Regions from separate parts of the Mus musculus genome. Here all the other regions are linked to region 4. Evidence: chromatin contacts called from public Hi-C and promoter capture Hi-C data. All regions are on one chromosome and are shown on one strand. The core of a region is the stretch at or near the end of the contact, and the rest is flanking DNA. Distances in the headings are between cores, read along the strand shown. Region 1 overlaps Dgki (diacylglycerol kinase, iota). Region 2 overlaps Chrm2 (cholinergic receptor, muscarinic 2, cardiac). Region 3 has its middle 120 kb from the start of Ptn. Region 4 holds the start of 1810058I24Rik (RIKEN cDNA 1810058I24 gene).

The links. Promoter capture Hi-C pulls out the DNA fragments that hold promoters and counts their contacts. Hi-C and Micro-C count contacts between places; a contact is called where the count stands out from the background.
Region 1: a promoter capture Hi-C map of hippocampal neurons shows a contact between it and region 4, with 5 times the contacts expected there. The contact joins the enhancer-like site here to the promoter of 1810058I24Rik in region 4. A contact is called at or near these places in 4 of 39 promoter capture datasets (the 3T3-L1 cell line, hippocampal neurons and liver), 3 of 484 Hi-C or Micro-C datasets (the N1E-115 cell line, cerebral cortex and cortical neurons) and 1 of 115 datasets of contacts at active chromatin or transcription factors (astrocytes).
Region 2: a Hi-C map of the N1E-115 cell line shows a contact between it and region 4, with 4 times the contacts expected there. The contact joins the enhancer-like site here to the promoter of 1810058I24Rik in region 4. A contact is called at or near these places in 1 of 39 promoter capture datasets (hippocampal neurons), 2 of 484 Hi-C or Micro-C datasets (the N1E-115 cell line and cortical neurons) and 1 of 115 datasets of contacts at active chromatin or transcription factors (astrocytes).
Region 3: a Hi-C map of the N1E-115 cell line shows a contact between it and region 4, with 11 times the contacts expected there. The contact joins the enhancer-like site here to the promoter of 1810058I24Rik in region 4. A contact is called at or near these places in 3 of 39 promoter capture datasets (the 3T3-L1 cell line, hippocampal neurons and liver), 1 of 484 Hi-C or Micro-C datasets (the N1E-115 cell line) and 2 of 115 datasets of contacts at active chromatin or transcription factors (astrocytes and cardiomyocytes).

The regions. Positions count from the first base shown.
Region 1 is chr6:36,893,389-36,898,341 of GRCm38.p6, reverse strand. Dgki (diacylglycerol kinase, iota) reads left to right here. Exons shown (of 34, transcript NM_001081206.2): 29 at 3,541-3,566. Among named protein-coding and RNA genes, the nearest start is that of Gm52857, 7.7 kb to the left of the region's middle. Within about 2 kb of position 1,476, at least 37 of the 459 cell types and tissues checked have an H3K27ac peak or open chromatin away from gene starts, as enhancers often do.
Region 2 is chr6:36,468,275-36,473,025 of GRCm38.p6, reverse strand. The region is part of intron 2 of Chrm2 (cholinergic receptor, muscarinic 2, cardiac); the gene reads right to left. Among named protein-coding and RNA genes, the nearest start is that of Mir490, 49 kb to the right of the region's middle. Within about 2 kb of position 2,830, at least 1 of the 459 cell types and tissues checked has an H3K27ac peak or open chromatin away from gene starts, as enhancers often do. A contact at or near this core is called in the N1E-115 cell line, where this site is marked.
Region 3 is chr6:36,686,771-36,691,146 of GRCm38.p6, reverse strand. No RefSeq gene overlaps it. Among named protein-coding and RNA genes, the nearest start is that of Ptn, 120 kb to the left of the region's middle. Within about 2 kb of position 1,341, at least 2 of the 459 cell types and tissues checked have an H3K27ac peak or open chromatin away from gene starts, as enhancers often do. A contact at or near this core is called in the N1E-115 cell line, where this site is marked.
Region 4 is chr6:35,249,935-35,254,500 of GRCm38.p6, reverse strand. 1810058I24Rik (RIKEN cDNA 1810058I24 gene) reads right to left here and starts at 1,791. Exons shown (of 3, transcript NM_001384235.1): 1 at 1,719-1,791. The coding sequence starts at 1,733.

The sequences.
Region 1 (4,953 bases), core at 227-2,726, 1.6 Mb before region 4:
CACGACTGTTCTCCTGAAGCACAGTCTAACTTTTACTATATTTGGTGACTCTTCTTCATCGATGGCAGTTTCCCTTATAAATAGCTAGATTACTAAAAGATGCTTTTATTGGTTTCATGCTCCCAGTTATTTTTCATGGGTTTCAAGGAGAATTGAAAAACAGACATTTTTATTCTTGCTTCTTGACAGGGAAGTTTTACAGTAACCCCTCTGCTTATCCCCTCTCTGTTCTCTTTAGATCATTCAAAAATAGAAACCAGAAAATGTGGCTTTCAAACATTTTTTTGTATTTATTTTAGAAAGTAAATTCCAGACACGTGAAAATAGATTTATAGGCTCCATATGGAATGGCCCCCAACTCCCCCAGTCATGGGTTTTATCATTCTTTATGTGACAGCAGTACTGAGTTATTTATGTCTCTGATAACGTCTATGAAGTCTATGAAATTTCAGTTCTGGCTGTTTTATGTACCCGTTGCTTCTGTCTAGAATTTTTCTCTCACTTACCTAATGAGGTCTTATTAATTCCCTAAGGCTGGGGCCAAATAGTTCTGACCTTTAGAGTTTGTTTTACTCTTGGGGGACATTGACATGGCTGCTCTGTCCATGCTGCTCCCCTTTACTTAATACACATTTTTCTTGTTGTGAATCTCACTTTGTTATAAGCATTGGGTGTTTTTCTATATTATCTCACTAAGCTATAAATATGATTTTTATTCTTCACTAGATTATGACTCTTCTGATATTGTTCTTGGTTTCTCCATCACTTGATGTAGGACACACATTTGTGACCTTGCTACATGCATTAAGTCCAATGAATTGAAAGATTCCAACATGAATGATAACAATTTAGTTTAATAAAAGAATAACCAATCTTAGAAGGAGTCTTTGAATTCATATTTTGTTCTTGCTGGTGTCTTTTTCTCAGTTCCCTGTATTTGAATGAAATACGAATGTCAGTGGCACCAACAAAGTCATAAAGCATATCAAAAAACATATATATTGCATAAATCATAATAAAGTCTGGCAGTCAGGAAAATATAGAGGAGAACTCTACCTGAGTTATTAGTAAGTGTTAGTAATAGTTCATCGTGTGAAGGCAACACCTACCTCTAAGACTGTGTACATGGAAGGAAATTAAACAAGTTCTGGCCCAAGTCTCTCAGGATGGTGGGGATAGGAAGGTTTCCTGTGTACCTCAGCTGCTTGGCTCAGCTGTCAGGAAGATAATCTCTTCCTGATATTCAACCTCTGTTTTAAAATCAACTGCTTCTATTGCTCATTGCAGGACATTTCTTCTCTCCTGAGCTGAGTTCTGTGAAACTTTGTATGCCTGCTCCCAGCCTAAGTGGATGAGGTACATGTCTCAGTAGTATAATCTAGTGACATTTTGCAGTGAAAGGTGAAATTCTGAGTGAGGGTTGAAATACTCCATATGTCTTCAAATTCCACAAGTCCAGGAGTGTGGGAGACATTCAGCCACAGAAATGCAACATGACTAATCTGTGCAAAACACTCTGATAGTTCGTCCTCACTGCCTGGACCTACTTCAGAATGCATCCCCTTGGGACTTTAACAAAGCCATCTGGACTATTTCAGATTTAGTATGAAATGTTTTACAGAAAGGCAGCAAAGAATGCGCCTCAAGGGCTCCAACCTTGAGACATGCAGGGGGCTATGGGCATGGGTTTCTCTTTGTTCTCATTCTCTATCAGAAGTTAATTGTAAATATATGTTTATTTGCTTTACATAAGAAATAAATCGGGAGTGAAGATGTTCTTTTGTGAGGACACATGCTCCATGCCCCAGGCACCTTCGTCAGCACACATTATTTCCAATCTACATTCTTCTTTGGAATCAACTTCCAATTCCATTTTAACTTTGATTCCACACAGTCCCTGTTTAATTTTTTTCCTGCTGAAGCAGACATGGGCATCCCTTTGGCTGGATGGCTTGGGTATCTTTTGTGGAAGGGACCTCCTTCCAAGACCCCCTTTCTTCTAGAGAGATCAGGACAGTTCTTCTTAAGGTCCTTGAGAGGCGATGTGATCACTTTCAAAGAGCCTTCAATTGTGTTTGATTTTGAATACCATATGGTGGTACTGAAATGCTTTCAGTTCAACAAATGTAAAACCAGGGCCCGCTTTTTCTAACTAAGACATATTTCCACATTGCTAGGGGAAATAACCTACGAAGACCAGTATGAGGAGAGTACAAAATCTGGGAACTTTTAGAGACACGTAAATCGGTTTCAACAAGAGAGGCCAAGTGTTTTTCAAGTAATGATGGCTTAGTGACATGTCTGGTTTATTTGCCTCTTGGACACTGATTTTTTTTCCACCAAATCTTGGGATTTCATTTCATGTGCCAAATTCTACTTGAAATGGCTCATGAGGCTGAAATGAGTTAGCAGTTTGCACTAGCGGATGTTCAGATTGTTCTTTTCATCACAACTATGCGCGCAACTATTGCTATGTATTCACATAATAAAAGAGATATCATTCATCAGTAGGATCAAGGGCAACTGGATCATGCATCCTCGAGTTGTTTACTCTTGCTCCAACATCATTGACTATATCCCCCCACTTTTATTCACACCTCCACTAGTGTCAACTGAAGGGAAATAGTTTATGGTTGACATGATATTCCATTTGATAGCTGACTATGATAATTAGAGCTAAGCTTACAGGTTACACAGGAAAGTTATTGATTTATTAAACTTGTGAGGCCCAGTGGTTTTTGGTCTTATCCTGATTCTCATTGGTTTGGAGATAATAGGCCATCACACAGAAGTTTAAGCTATGTGCAATCATTAAATTTCCATGAGGAATGTCAAAAACAGGAAAATAATGATAATTGTGCACTCATTTTCTTTTAATTCTGTTATACTTTAAAAATGACTGAGCATGGCCCTTTGTGCGTTAAATCCAGCTCACATTTCTGTCTCTGGCATTTGTTCTAGGTGTTAGGCCTTGGGTATAAGTTTCACTTGATAACATAGTTCAATGCATTCTCATTCTTCCACAATAAGTTCAGACTTAACTAATTTGTTGCAGCCTTGAGATACCATGTCAAGCAGCCGACATTTAGTAACCCACAATACTTAACCAATCTAGATAATATGGAACTGTTGTTGATTAGAATATGCCCTTAACAAGTACATTAGTTACACTTACCATACTGAATTTCTCCTTAACTAACTTTTTCTTAAGGCTTATTTGTTAATCTTTTTTTATGTGCCTAAGTGTTTCGCCTGCATGTGTGGCTATGTACTATGTGTGTGCCTGGTAACCATGGAGGCTGTGGAAGTTGTCATATCCCCTGGAACTGGATTTAAGGATGTCAGTGAGCCACCAAGTAGATGCTGGGAACTAAACCTGGGCTCTCTGCAAGGATAGCACGTGCTCCTAACCTCTGAAACATCATTTCTCCAGCCCACCTTAACTAAATTTTGACTATATAATTTCTATAATGTTATGTGTAGTTGTTGTTATCCTTATCATATATAAAATATTTATCATGTTTGTATTATTTTTTATAGGTCCCCAGTCTCTTCAGAAGATCATGGTAAGAACATGTCATTTTTATTCTAAATTCTGCACTCAAAATTTCCTGGTCCTTCTAGCTCAGTGTCATAGTTGATCACTATTAAGAAAGTGCATGAAAGATGTTGACGCTGTAGCATTTTAGTGTGAAATGTCAAACAGTTCTGAAAACATAAAGCTGCGGTTCATATCTGGTGTTATTTTCCTATTAGTTGTAAACATTTTGGTTGACAAGCATTGTGAAGTTTAATATCATCTGTGTTTCTATCTGCCATCACAAATGTCTCATAACTTTTGAGGTGAGCATTATTTTCTGTGAGTCAGATTCTCATGTCTAAAATGAGGAGGTGTTACAGGAGAGTCCTGCCTATCCAGACTGGACTTTGTGAGGCCTCATCTCTGTGTTGGCAGAGTGCTTTAAATCTGAAAGGGTCTGGTCAGGGAGTGAGGGAGCTGGTTACTCAGTGAGGTGAATTATTCTTATTCTAAAAGACAGCGGTGTCACTCAAAGGACAAACCATCTGATTATGTCATTTCTAATTTTTGTTCACTTATTCCACAGTCAATCAAATTTGTTTGTTTGGTGTCGGTCATGGGTTCATCAGACCACAGAGTGATGTTTCTCAAACATCTACAATCAGCTTTAGCTGCGGGATTGTTGGTGCCTTTCTTGGGCTTTTGAGATTGTCCCAGTCCCATAACCCACACCTGTAGGTCACCCCTTTCCAGGTTACTGTGTGTATGTAGCATTCTTCAGGATGGCCACTTTGCAGCAGACCAAAACTCGTGATTGGCCTTTTGATGCTTATTTTAAAGCAAGTGCTACTAGGCTCTAAGGATGGAATTTCTATCTTCCTTTGCTGCTTATTTTTTTTATTTCTTTCATTAGCTATTTTCTTAATTTACATTTCAAATGCTATCCCAAAAGTCCCCTATACCCTCCCCTCACCCTGATCCCCTACCCACCCACTCCCACTTCTTGGTCCTGGCGTTCCCCTATACTGGGGTATATAAAGTTTGCAAGACCAAGGATCCTCTCTTCCCAATGATGGCCGACTAGGCCATCTTCTGCTACATATGAGCTAGAGACATGAGCTCTAGGGGTACTGATTAGTTCCTATTGTTGTTCCACCTATAGGGTTGCAGACCCCTTCAGCTCCTTGGGTACTTTCTCTGGCTCCTCCATTGGGGCCCACATCCAATAGCTGACTGTGAGCATCCACTTCTGTATTTGCCAGGCACTGGCATAGCCTCACAAGAAACATCTATATCAGGGTCCACTGCTTATTGTTTTATCTGCCATCTTTCCCCATTCTCCTGTCAATAGCTTGCACTCCAGGCATATGACTCTGTATTTAATTTCTGGGTTACTTGCTTTTTTGCGTCTCCTGCTTTCATTCTTGCTGTCC
Region 2 (4,751 bases), core at 1,581-4,080, 1.2 Mb before region 4:
TGCTCCCAATAAGCCCAGGGACATCTCTTTTATCTATTGGTGATGGAGGATTCAGAAACCAGATCTATTTCCAATCTGGGCTTCCTGTTGCTATCTATGTGTTTTAATCTTAGGTCAGAGAGAAGTATTTTTTTCTAGATGACTAAGAGTTGGCATTTCCCCTTAAACAGTACATTTATATTAAAGTTCATCTTGAAAACAGCTCAGAGAGGAGAGACAGTGTATAAAACAGAAGGCAAAGAAAACCAGAGAATTAAAATCAGGAAGGTACAGATTCTTTCTCTTTCTTCTTTTATGTAAAAACCACAGTATGTTCTGTGCCATTCCACGGACTTGAGATATATTCTACCCTTGCATGCTCCACCCTCTGTACCTGTTCAACAGCTTTTGTAAATTCTTCCTTTGGTACTGCTATAGTAAGATAAAATGAACTCTCTCTCTCTCCATTCACCTCCCACTAGGTGATGATAAAATAAGAAAGCCAACATCCAACAACAGCATCTTGCTGGTAGGCTTCCCAGACTCCAAAACTATCATAAGTTCATGTCAACTGACTACAAATGTCAAATGCAGTGGTACTCTGGTACAACAACATGAAATGGACTAGAATCTGTGTTCTATTGCATCTGTGGATTATGTAAGACCCAACTCATGGCCAGGTTTTAGATGAATAAGATGCTGATAGGACATACAATAGGGCTTCCTCTAGTTAAATTATCTACTGGGATTTTTATCCCTCACTAGGGACTCATAAATTGCCAGGTCAAGAGTAAGATGCTACAGCTCGAAATGTCCCAAAGCAGCAAAGAAACATCAAGTGAAAATACTGCGTTCATTATATTATTTTCACTTACATCAGCATATTTTTCAAGCCTGAATGTATTAATGTATGGGCATGATACAAGCACAAAATACTGTGACTCATGAAGGGGGCATTCAGGACATCTTTTTATAATTCCATCATAAGAAACTAACAGGAAAGATCAGTGTTTTTCTTCTCTCTCTCTCTCTCTCTCTCTCTCTCTCTCTCTCTCAAAAGTAGTTGTGTGTTAAAGGAAAACATGGATGTTTAATAATAGTCTTTTGTAGCCAGATGGAAATGGAGACCAGCAGAGCGAGAGGAGAAACTGTGAAAATTGTGCATCCTGGGGTCTTTCTACCTGTGAAAATAATTAACATTCAACTAAATGAAAATTATCCCCAAGATCAAGACCTGCTCTATTTAAGTTAATGTGCCAGAAAAGAGGAGGAAAACAATTGAAGCAGCCAGTGAGAAAGCTATTAGTGAAATGAGAGTCTAGCTACAGCTTTTTTTCCTATAGAATAAATACATAGTGCACTTACAGGGTTTACAAAACTTGTCACTATAAAGATTCAAATATACCATCAGTTATTGTTACATATCAAAATGTTATAAAGTATAGTTTTATCCAATACAAATTGCCTCTTCTTCCAAGGCTATCAATTAACTATTGTATATTCTTGCATGAAGGAAATACATATGGGTAAAGAAAGAGTGTAAAGTGCTAAGTAAGAGCAGCAGGAACTAAGACCCTGATGGCATCCTTTCAGCACTCCCTGGGCTTCTTGGTTCTCATCCACTCTGCCTTCTGCATATTCAAATCCTAAATTTTATTTTCATCCTAGAACTTTCATTCTTAATGCTGAACTAATTTATCCTAGTACCTACCACATAGCTCTCTAAGAATAGCACGTGGCAATTCAGAAAGGAAGCTGCAGTGATCAAGGCACTGTTGGCATGGCATTATTACCTTCGATCAACAAGAAAAGGGATAGAAGCAGGTGCTTAGCTCTCTGAAGGCGTTGGATGGTGGATCTGTAGCCCCCCCCCCCCCCCATCTCAATATAGCAGCACGTTGTGATTAAACTGAAGGCACAGTGAGTGCTCCCCACCTAAGCATGCTCTTTTCCTTTGGTCCTCATGTGGTGTGACTTCTGGGCTGTTTCCAACTGATCTGCTGCAAGGAAGGACACTCAGAGTGTAGTGTACCCTATCTTAGACACATGGATACCAGGCAGAGCAGAAGAGTGAGAGTGAAGTAGCCCCAAAGCAGCTTTCTTTTCTAGTGATGTTTGCCTTTCCTGTGTAGTTTGGTCTTCCTATATGGTTTGTAATTCCATAAATTCACTGTTCATGGAAACAAAACACAAAGGGAAATTTGCATAAGAAAACTACCAAATATGAAGAGGAAAAACATACAAAGGTCAAAACAAGAGACTGAATTAATGGGTTCAGATCAATGTAAACTCAATGGAACCATGCACAAAGATGGGTAACATGGAATAGGAAAGTGATGTAATTATGGAATGAGTTACATCATTTGACCCCAAACATGACCCATGCAAATAGACAATTATGAAAGGAACATCACATAATGCTAAACATATGTCCCTGTTTTATATGCCTAGATAATAATAGGTCACCAAGGTTTGAATAGTGACATAGCTCTTCATCTAATAATGAAAGGAGACAAATCTGCTACACTGGAATCATCTCCCTCTGGTAGCTTATTAAAGTGCCAGCTCATGCTCTGGGCTTCCTCAAGGAGGGGATGTTAATCTGACTGACAGAAGCAACTGAACTCTGTAAGCTCTATTTGAAGAAAAAGGTAATTTATTTCTCCACTAAGATTCAGTATTTGTTATACAGTTAACTAGCTCAGTTCTGATACAAGCTCCCTTCTCATCACTAGAGTGCGAGATCTAAAGAATTTTTGAGCAGGAAAAAGGCATATACTGCTTTGAGCCATTCTTCACTTTAAATTAATTTCTAGCCTCTACTAGAGTCTGCCTTTTTCTTGCACCTACCCCTAAGAAGAAATACCTGGAAAAAAGAGTGAGCCAGCATGTACAACAGCATGGTCCATACTACCACACTTTCTCTGAGTTAGATTTTTGTTGTTGTAAATGGCTTGATTCATTTGAAATGTAGGCACAAGTCACATGCTCCAATAAAGGGCTTAAACTTTTGGTTGGGATGTCTGTTCCAGCCACAGACTATGACTGTGCACACAGCATAATTAAATGATGAGAGGTTCTAGTAAATATTGGTCCCAGTGACAGGAAGAACAAGGGGAACTTTCTGTACAACTGAAATATTCGTGACCCTAGGAAGAAGTCACAGAAAAAACTTTTCTAGAAAATTTATCTATACACTTTTGGGAACATTTTTGTAGGTGGCTGTAAAGAGCAACTGGTCAACCCTACTGAGGAGGTCTCTGAGAGTTCCATTTTATGGTACCACAAAGATGGAGAGATGGATGGAGACAAGGAGTATGGAGCACAGAGATGCTCAGTATAAGGACAGTCACTAAAATGACACAAAAAATAAACAAAAGTGACTGGTCTGGAGTTTTTTAAATGATTTCTGAGAGGCAGTGCTCTACAACTGAATTCTGGCCATAATGGATAGAGACTAGCAACTTGGACATCAGAAGACCAAAGCTTAACAACTTAAGAAGAAAGCAAACTGAACAGCACTCCAGGTCCCCCAGTCCTATTATAACGTTACTATAAAGCTGGCTTAGGAGATCCTCACTTAAATCTGTCAGTCATCAGGGTAATATTAATATACTAGCAACAGCAGAATAAAGAACGAGAAAACAAAAAGAAGGTAGAAGAGAAATTAAAATGTTGTCTTTAACATAACATGGTGTATTTAATAATGATGGGCATGGCACAACTGTAAGTTTATTTTATATTGCCACATTAGAAACAAAAACCCCTTTTGTCCTGTGTCAAATACTGTGGAGACATGTTTGGATGTATTCTTGATGCCTTTGCACTTGTCTCATTGCAAATCCCCATAAGACACCAATTCTCCTCATTTCTCACAGTCAGACCCCTGCCCCAGGGTTTTTCTCATAGAAGAGATTTTGTACTCTGCTCCAGAAGCCTTTGATACCCATGACTTTAGCTGGTGACCCTTTAATAAAAGGGATATGCAAAAGATAAAAACCAAGGAACAAGAAGGAAGGATGCGTGGCAGAACCTCAGAGGCTGAGCAAACCAAGAAAGGAAGAGCATGCCTACAGATCCCTGGAGAACTTCTGGAGATTTAAAACAAAAGTGTCTGCACCTTGCTCAAGGGTCCAGTGCTTAGGCTGTTGAGTGATGGGTATGGGAGGAGAAGGAATGAGGGGTGCACAAGTTCCCTGAGGGACTCACTAGGAAATGGCAGATCATCTACTTCTGTCCTGTTATTCTCATCCCCCACTGCTTCTTTCCCCACATGCAATTAAAGAGGAACAACAAGCCTGAGTGTTATAAATACCATAAAAACTAAGGTAGAGTGCTTTTCAGTAATAAAACCTCCCACAGTTGAATAGGCTGCCAGCCACTCCAGCAAGTTACATTTTATATTTCTTTCCTCAAAGCATCATTCTCCTACTGTGTATCATGTATCTCAGGTAAGACTCCAATCAAATCTACATCGGCTATTCCTTTCCCTGCACTGCATCTTCTGTGCTGTTCCTTACTTTACAAATATTTCCATTCCCTGTCTCATCACAATGGACAGGATTCTCTTGCAATTGACACACCCAGCTCCATTTCTTTTAGAAAAATGAGAATGAACTAACAAGATCCATTCTGCCCGGAAGCTTTAAAGTGGTCCTGTGCAAATGGCTTCACCCACCTCTGTTCGAGGATGACAGGTTGTAGGAGAAAGGCGTCCACTGTACCCTATACACCTGCCAGATACATGCACACCTAGTTTAGTTTTTTGTCTG
Region 3 (4,376 bases), core at 92-2,591, 1.4 Mb before region 4:
TCCCACACTTATCTACCCTCTGGCACCCAAACACTGTTATGTTGTTTACAACATAATGACAGCGTTCCAAAATATTAGAAATGCACAATGTTGGTGCTTGGAATTGTGAAGCTAATAAAATGGTAAGAATATGTGTGCCGAGAAGAACATTCAATATTCAAAATTACGTCTTCAAGGCTTTTTTATTTTAGAAAAAAGAGAAAATTCCCCAAGTACACTGCTATGGTGTCAGATGGATGACATCAAAGATGAGTTATTAACCATGTTTTAGATCCTGTAGCCAAGTTAATGTGGTTATTGGTTGTGGGCAATATAGATTTATCGATTAATGATACATAAAAATATATTGCCCTTAAAAATATAGGGCTGAAATGTTAGGTGTAATGGCTTCTACATGCCATCTAGACAAAGGCTCCTCTTACTTCATGGTTAGTGATAGACTGAAAAATAGTCTGAATTGTTCTGAGTGTTATCAAGCAACCACTCTAGAGTTAAGTTGCTCTTTCTGTATGTTGGGTATTTCTAACACAATATTGTTGATTCTATTCTTCTTGCCCTTGTTATATTTTAATCAATGATATGACTAAGTACTTAGAAAACATAGTTACTGAATTAGTACATGATAAAAAATTGAAGAGTAGCTTACATGACAAATTTCAGAATGAAGTTTTAAAATGATTGTGATGAACCTAATCCAAAATAATGACACTTAATGAAGCTAAGCTGTCTTGTAATATAGGCAAAATAATGACATTTACAACGGGATTGGGAGGACTGTTCTTTGAAAGAGTTTGCATAAAAGTACTCTGGGACTCTAGTTTACTGTAAAGAAAATCCTCCCACTCCGAGGTATACTTTACTTAAATGGAAGTTTGGATCCCCCAATGAAATTTGGTGGCAGATGATCTCTGAGGGAAAGACATGTGGACACCAAAATAGAGCAGATGAAAAGAGGGCTTCAGTGAGCCAGGGGCTGCCAATCTGATGAGACTTTTATAGCCTATCTTTCATTTTCCTGCTTTTTGAAATGAACATCCCAGAACAACAAAGGCATTCATTGACCTGTGGTAATTTCCATCTCCCAAATTTTATTCTGGCTTTCTATACATCTCTCTTTTCCATCAACTCATTCTGAAGTTCTTTGCTTTCACTTTCCCTATGTTAATATTTCTAGGGAGGAGGATGGGAGGAGGGAAGCCTTAACTTCCCTAAAGCCTTGAGGGCTGACTGGGGTTGCAAGTCATTTTATAAACCAGCAGTTTTTTCTAGTTCTGTGATAATAAAATAATCTCTGTTTCAGGTGTGAGGTTTATGCATCCATGTTGACTGGACCTGTGATCTGACTCTCTCTCCCTCTTTCCCTTTCTGCCTCTCTCTCTCTCTCTCTCCCTCTCTCTCTCTCTCTCTCTCATTTATAATCTTCCAAGAAACAGAGAAAATATTTAAATGTTTATAAAACTATTTATATTTGGAGGGGATATCAGTGAGGAAAGTGTCTTGGTTGCTTATTTCTCTCTGCAAAGAATATTTCTAACGTTTAAGGGCATTTTCATTTCAGCGTGAAAGAAGACACACACAGCACACACACACACACACACACACACACACACACACACACACACATGCACACCCTCTGAACAGCTAAGCAGGCTTACCATAGAATCAGTGGGTTGTTGTTTAAAACACAGTTTCTACCTAAACCACAGCTTGTCCCAAATTACTTTTTTCCCTCCTCTTCTTACCTTGACTGCTGAGTCCATCCTACATTCTGTGCATGAATTGCCTAGGCAATGAAGATGTATAATCAATCACTGGCTGGAAGGAGATGAGGAGATCCTTCAGGAAGAGCTGGCTAATCCCCAAGGTAAGGCTCTGAGGAGACTGAGGGCTGGTCAGAGAAACACTCTCTATTGCTCATAAGACAGGGGGACACATTTTCCTCCTCATCCAGGTCATACCAACAGTTCTAATTTGGATCCTGGGCTAATGCTATAAGAGTTAGTTAACCAAGAATCTGAAACTAGATAGCCCAGGGTCCTAGGGTAAAACCAAATACTATGATTCTACTAAAACCATGTAGCAATAAAAGGACTCTTAATGACCTTCTGTTCTACTCATAGATCAGGGCCTTGCTTAGCCATCATCAAAGAAATTTTCTCCTGCAGAAGAGAGATGCTAACACAGAGATCTACAGAGAGACAGCCAGACATGACACAGACACTGAGAGACCTTGGAACACTCAGCCAAAATGGGAAAATTCTCTCAAATTCCTTCCCTCAGGGTTAGGGAAATCTTGTGGAAGAGGAGGCAGAAAAGAGTATAAGAGCCAGAGGCGATGGAGATCACCAAGGTAACAAGGGCATTCAAAACAGAACAGGTCTGAGGTGCATGTGAACTCAGTGACAGAAGCCACATGTACGGGGACTGCATGAGACTATAACAGATGGGGTCCTAGATCTGAAAGGAGTAGGTACACATGCCCCATGCCTGACCCAGAAGCTAACTCCGACGAATAATTACTTGAAAGTAAAAATTTAGTTTTCTCCAAGGAAGGCTCACTGGGAAAATTACTCTTATGGGCAGGCTGCATGCGCAGCAGTAGATGGCCAATATAGCATTAACTCAGCAACTTCTTTGGTGGTTCCTTGTCTCATAATGTCAGGTTGGGGCCCCTTATTGTTTTAAATTGTGTCATATATATATATATATATATATATATATATATATATATATATATAATGTTTTGTCCTATTCTGAGGTGTTACTTTTTGTTTTATCTTACTTTAGTATAATCTCTCAGACTCCTGTTTCTTTTCTAATGAAAGCTGAGTGGATCTGGATGTCAGCAGTGGGGAAGAACTGGGAGTAGAGGGAGGGGAAACCATAATCAAGGTCTGATATAGAAAAAACCCACACATCTATTTTCAATTAAAGGAAAAATAGTAAGATTAATTTAGGAGTTATTTTATTTCTAAAGTGTTTTTGATTATTTTTGAAGGTCTAATGAAATCTAGATGCATTTTCCACATTGTTAACTCTTACTCATGATAATATTTATTTTTTATCAATATTTATTTTAATTTTAGTTTTTGATAAGCTTTGTTTATCAAAGCTTTGTTTGAAAAGAAATATTTACAATCATTCCTTATTAAACTACCAAACATACAAGTGATTTCTTTTATGAGATATTGCTATATAGCTTATGTAAGATTCAAACTCATCAGCCTCTTACCTCAGACTTGTCAAGATCTGGCAGTACAGGTCCTCCATTATGCCCATATCACCAAGGACTCTTGCACTTTTATTTTTCAATATTATAAAATAATTATATCATTTCCCCATTCTTTTTCTTCCTTCCAAACTATCCCATATACTCCTCACTACTTATATATCTTATACTTATATACTTAAATATCATATACGAGTGTAGTAAAATTATTTGGGGGTTTCCACCCCACTGTTGATTATTCGGTTCCCAAGCAGAAGACACATCACCTTTATACTTACAACAAGCTTTTAAGCGTTAGAGCTGGGCAGATATCAACCCTCTAAGTTATTTTGTCTACATCCCTGTCAATAATTCCATGATAAAACTTGTCTCATTTTGCCTGGGCTGCTCTTATTCCAACTGGCCAGCCTTCATGGCCATGTCTCCATTATTCATGTATCCCACAGAATCTTCTCCTCTGTCTTCATCTCTCAAGGTTGGGAACATAAGCATTACCTACCTCTCTTCTGGCCAGCTACAGGCCATAGGCATCTTTATTCAACCATAGTTGTTTGTTTGTTTTTCCGAGACAGGGTTTCTCTGTGTAGCCCTGGCTGTCCTGGAACTCACTTTGTAGACCAGACTGGCCTCCAACTCAGAAATCTGCTTACCTCCTGAGTGCTGGGATTAAAGGCGTGCACCACCACAGCCTGGCCGGTTTTGTTTTTTGTTTGTTTGTTTGTTTTTTTAAGGTGCAAGGTCACACAGCTTCACTTGTTGTATTGTGAGGATCTCCTTGACCCTGAGGCAAACAGGGCCAATATTTAGCATTACAATACATAGCAACAGACACAACCTCAACAATTCCCAGCTTTTGTCTAAATAAAAAGACTCTTGCTCTTATAATAATAAATAACATATAGCAGTAACAATTATGAAACAATTATGATAATTATTAGGTAAGAGTTACATTCAAAAAGTCTAGTCTGTATTTGGAAACTCAGGAGAAGGTATTTTATTATCTACTATCTTGATGAGTTCAGAGTTCTGTATCTAAATAATTTTCTATCATAACTTGTATTATATTAGCATCCTAAAAATATCTTCTTACACCTAGAACATCTTCTTATATCCTGAACAACCTAAGCTTATAGTAAAATTATGACTA
Region 4 (4,566 bases), core at 542-3,041:
GAACTTCAGCCAAGCTAGGAGCAAGCTGTGGAGTGCGGTGTGGAAATAGGGGTAATGGGTAGACAAGCCACACAATCAAATGCAAGTTTTCAACTTAGGCAACATCTCAGAGGTTACAAAGTATTCAGCTGCCTTGCACCATCAAAGGGAAGAGCCTGGAATCTTTCCACCACACCCAAGCCTCTCCTATCAGTGGGAGGCCAGTTCCCATTTCTGATACCTTACAGAAGAGACAGGGCAGTATATCTCAACCACGATTTAGTGTTTACGTGTTCAACATCTTGGCTCCTTTTGAAACCTCATGAGGTGCAAACTGAAGCATAGAAAATTTAAATAACCTGGCCAACACCCACCCAACCCCACGTCCCCAACACACACACATACACACACACCTTGAGATTAAAGATAGGGTCTAAACTCTTAACCATTTAGAAAACAGTTGAAACGGCTAATGTAAAAAGCAAGATTTGCAGAAACTAGCAGTGTTTGACCAAGTTCCACAAGAGGAAAGTTGATTCCATCTCTGTACATCTGATTCCACTTTTCCCAACAAAAGCAATGAAGAGGAGACAGACCCAGGGCAAGAGAAGGAACATCAGTTACATCCTAGCTAAGCATCTAATGGTCGGCTTCAGCATCTCTCCATAAATGTTGAAAATTTTGAATTTTCCAATCAAAACCCATGTTTAAGTACAGAGCGCTAGTCCCGCACCAGGTAGCCTCATTCAGCAAAGCACTTAAAAGGTTAAGTGTAATCGATTTAATGTTCTCCCTGCTTATCAATGAACAGCAAATGCAGTGGAAGGGCCAATCCTATCACCTTACACTAGCTGGCTGATGCTGCTTTTAAAAGTGATTCCTAACAAGTAAATTACTGCTAATTACTCCTACCTCCTAAACTAAGGCCTAGTTAGGACACTAGAGAAACCCCAGAGGCAACTGAGTCTTTGTAGGGCAGTTTTATGTAAACAATACTCATTCTCGGAGCACCAGGTAGCCACTGACCGTGGGAAAGAAAGAAGATATCTGCTTTATTAGAATTCGAAGATGAAACGCTTTCATCTGAAAGTGTTTGAAAACTTTCATCTGAAAATTTGACTGGCAAGTTTCCTAGAATCCTCAACAGGCAATTTTAGAAATACTTGATTTTTGCCAGAAAAACGTGTTAACTCAAAAAGGAGACTTGAAAGGGTGTGGGGAGGGGCAGGTTTTTACAAGAGTTACTCGCAGGGCAGTCTGACTCACTCCTCAAAGCGGGCAATCTGTAAAGGTCTGAAGAGGGAGGGCACTGTGGATCTCTCGCTGCGACCTCGTGATGTGGCTGACTAATGCACGGCGTGTGAAAGGCACTCTGAGGCCTCAAATAAGCCGTATATAATAGATGGGGGTCTACGGGAAGTCGCGTGGAGAGGACAGGAGCCAAGTCATCTTGATGACTCCTCCGACCCAACTTACCGCGAAGATTTCGCCAAGAGCTCACAGTAAGTGGTTTTTTGAAAACGCAGTCATATCACTGACACCCCAAAGTTTTCGGAACTTGAAGGACTACATATAAACAAACCCAGGCAAAGACCCAAGGACTTAGGAGGAGGCCAGAGGAAAACTGCGCGAGCAAACCCGAGGGCGACGAGCCCCAACTGCAGAGCCGTGCACCGCCGACCCGGGACCCCGGGGGAACGAGGCGACCGCGAGGCCCGATCCTCCGAGGCCCCACTCACCAGGAACTGGAGCATGATGTCGGTGGGGAGGGCGAGGAGGGTGTGAGAGGTGCTCCAGCTCCAGCTCGGCTCCGGGACTCCTCCCCGGCGCGAGGGCGGAACCCGCTGCCAGGTTCCGGTTTACGCCCCGCCCCGCCCTGCCCCGCCCTCTCCATTCCCGGAAGCGACTCGCGGAGCCGCAGCGCCCTCTGACGGCCATCTCGGGAAGCAAGAGGGCGAGGTGCAAACCTAGGCCTCTTTGAACCAAAGCCTCCGGGTGACAAGGACGCTGGCAATTGTATTAATACAGTCAGACGTGGCTGTGTTACCTACTAAACCAGGGTGGGGGTGAGGTAGCGGGTGCCATGCCAAGTGAACAACTCACTCTCCTGGGAGCCTTTATGAAGTCCACACTAATCTCCACCACAGCCGACTCTCAGACGAAAAGGGGGAAAAGGTTCCATTTCACAAAAGCCCACAAGTGTGCTATGCAGCCTAGTTAAGGGTAGTCCTCAGCCACGTGATAGATGATGGAGAGAGGTCTGCGGAGTCTGGCACGACTGGATCCAAGTAGCGATTGCTGGCAGCCACCAGCAACCTATCTGAAGTTTACTTCCTCCTCAAGTGGAGCGCGAATCATCTACCATGCAGGAGCCAAAGATGAATCCACTCTTGTCCGGTCGCGCTGCTGGTCACCCACATACACAAGCACATCGAAACCACCCTTCTCATGTTGCTCTCAGTCTTTGGAATTGACCTTTATCTAGTTAAGGGGTACTCTGGCTTCAAATAACAGAAAAACAAATCAGCTGCGCCTAGTGGGGCTGTTAACCCTGGGACAATGGCAGAGGACTACTTAACATATCAAAGTGGACCTGGCCTCCTGGTCCTCGCCAGCATCCCTCAGTCCCGGCCTGTTACAGGGTGTGGCTGGCACATGCAGCCCTCTACCCTAAACTCACCAGTTCAGGGGCTGGGCTGCTTTTCCCGATGAGGCTTTTCCCTATATAATCCAGCCATTTTGGTTACCTGAACTGTGATGGTTTACATATGCTCGTCCCAGGGAGTGGCACTATTAGAAGGTGTGGCCTTGTTGGAGGAAATGTGTCACTGTGGGGATGGACTTGGAAATCTTCCTCCTAGCAGCTTGAGGATGCTCTCTGGCTTCCTTCAGATGAAGATGTAGAACTCTCAGCTCTGCCAGCACCATGCCTGCCTGGATACTGCCATGCTTCCACTTTGGTGACAATGGACTGAAACTCTGAACCTGTAAGCCAGCCCCAATTAAATGTTGTCATTTCTAAGAGTTGTCTTGGTCATGGTGTCTCCTCACAAAAGTAAAACCCTAACCAAGACCCGAACCTTTTGTTCCTTTGCCCTTTGGGCCCCTGTATCTCATTCTGCTGCCTCTCCCCTCCTCAAAAGAGGAAAATATCTCTCTCTCTCTCTCTCTCTCTCTCTCTCTCTCTCTCTCTCTCTCTCTCTCTCTCTCTCTCTCCCAGCTCAATCAAAGTCAAGTTCTTTGAGCTCCCAGATGTCCTTGCCTCTAGCTATGTCTCCCTTTCTTCTCCAACCAACTTTCTCCTCCACCATCCCTAGTCAAGCCCTCTCTCAGAATTTCCCTCCATTTCTGTGTTTCTCCATCCATCCACCTCATTACTTCTCTCCCTCCTCCCAACTCATCTGCTAAACTGACAAAAGAGCTGATTAGAGGGGAAAAAAATAGAATAAAACATAAAGATCACACACCACCAAGGGAAAGGTCAATAGGTTTGGCATACTAAAATGTATTTAAATTGAGAAAAAATAACCCAGTGTACTTTAATAGCTGCAGAGAAAGTGGGGTGAGGCATTCTGAATTTTTTATTTAATCACTTTTACCCCTAAAAAATAATAATAACACAATGCACTGGCTAGTTTCATGTCAGTCTGGTGCAAACTAGAGTTATCAGATAGAAAGGAGTCTCAATTGAGAAAATGTGTCTCCTCTAAGATCCAGCCCCAAGGCATTTTCTTAATTATTGATCAATTGATCAGTGGTGTCTCACGCCTTTAATCCCAGCACTCCGGAGGCAGAGGCAGGCGGATTTCTGAGTTCGAGGCCACCCTGGTCTACAAAGTGAGTTCCAGGACAGCCAGGGCTATGAGGACCTGAGTTCCGGTGCTGGGCAGCTAGACTGACAAATCTCTGAGGCTTGCTAGCCATCGAGCCTAGCCCAAAGCTGTGGATTCCAAGCCAGTGAGCGACCCTGTTTCAGAAAGTAGGATGCAGAGTATCTGAAGCGTGACATCTAAGGTGAACTAACCTCTGATCTCCACTTACACATACATACACATTTAACAATTGAGGTGTTATCAATGGTGTGACAAACGCAGGAGGAAACCTAGAATACATATCGGAGAAAGCACTATAGACAACTACTGATTGGACAAAAACGAGAGGCATCCATTGTACATTCCTCCCAGTTCTTCAGAAGATCCAACATTTTCAAAATAATGTGGGGAAAGTGGGATTTAGGAAAGGCTAAATTCACACCTTGTACAGTATAGATCATTATGAAGAGAACATACACTTCAGTTATACTGATTAACTGAGTGAAAATGAATTAAAGTCCTATCTTAACTTAGTCAGAAATAGAGAGCCTGCCCTTGAAATGCCAAAACTCTGTAAATCGATGTCTAAAAACTGATTCTCTCCCCTTTGTTTTGCACAGGAACACATAACATCTTCTCCCCATGTCTCCTGAATCCAGGCATCAGCAAGGCCTTCCTACCCATTACCCTCTGCTGCAGGATGTATATCAATTCTGGTCAGCTGTGCCACTGCTGCTGCCACCGCTGCCACCACCACTGTGTCCCTCCCTCCCGC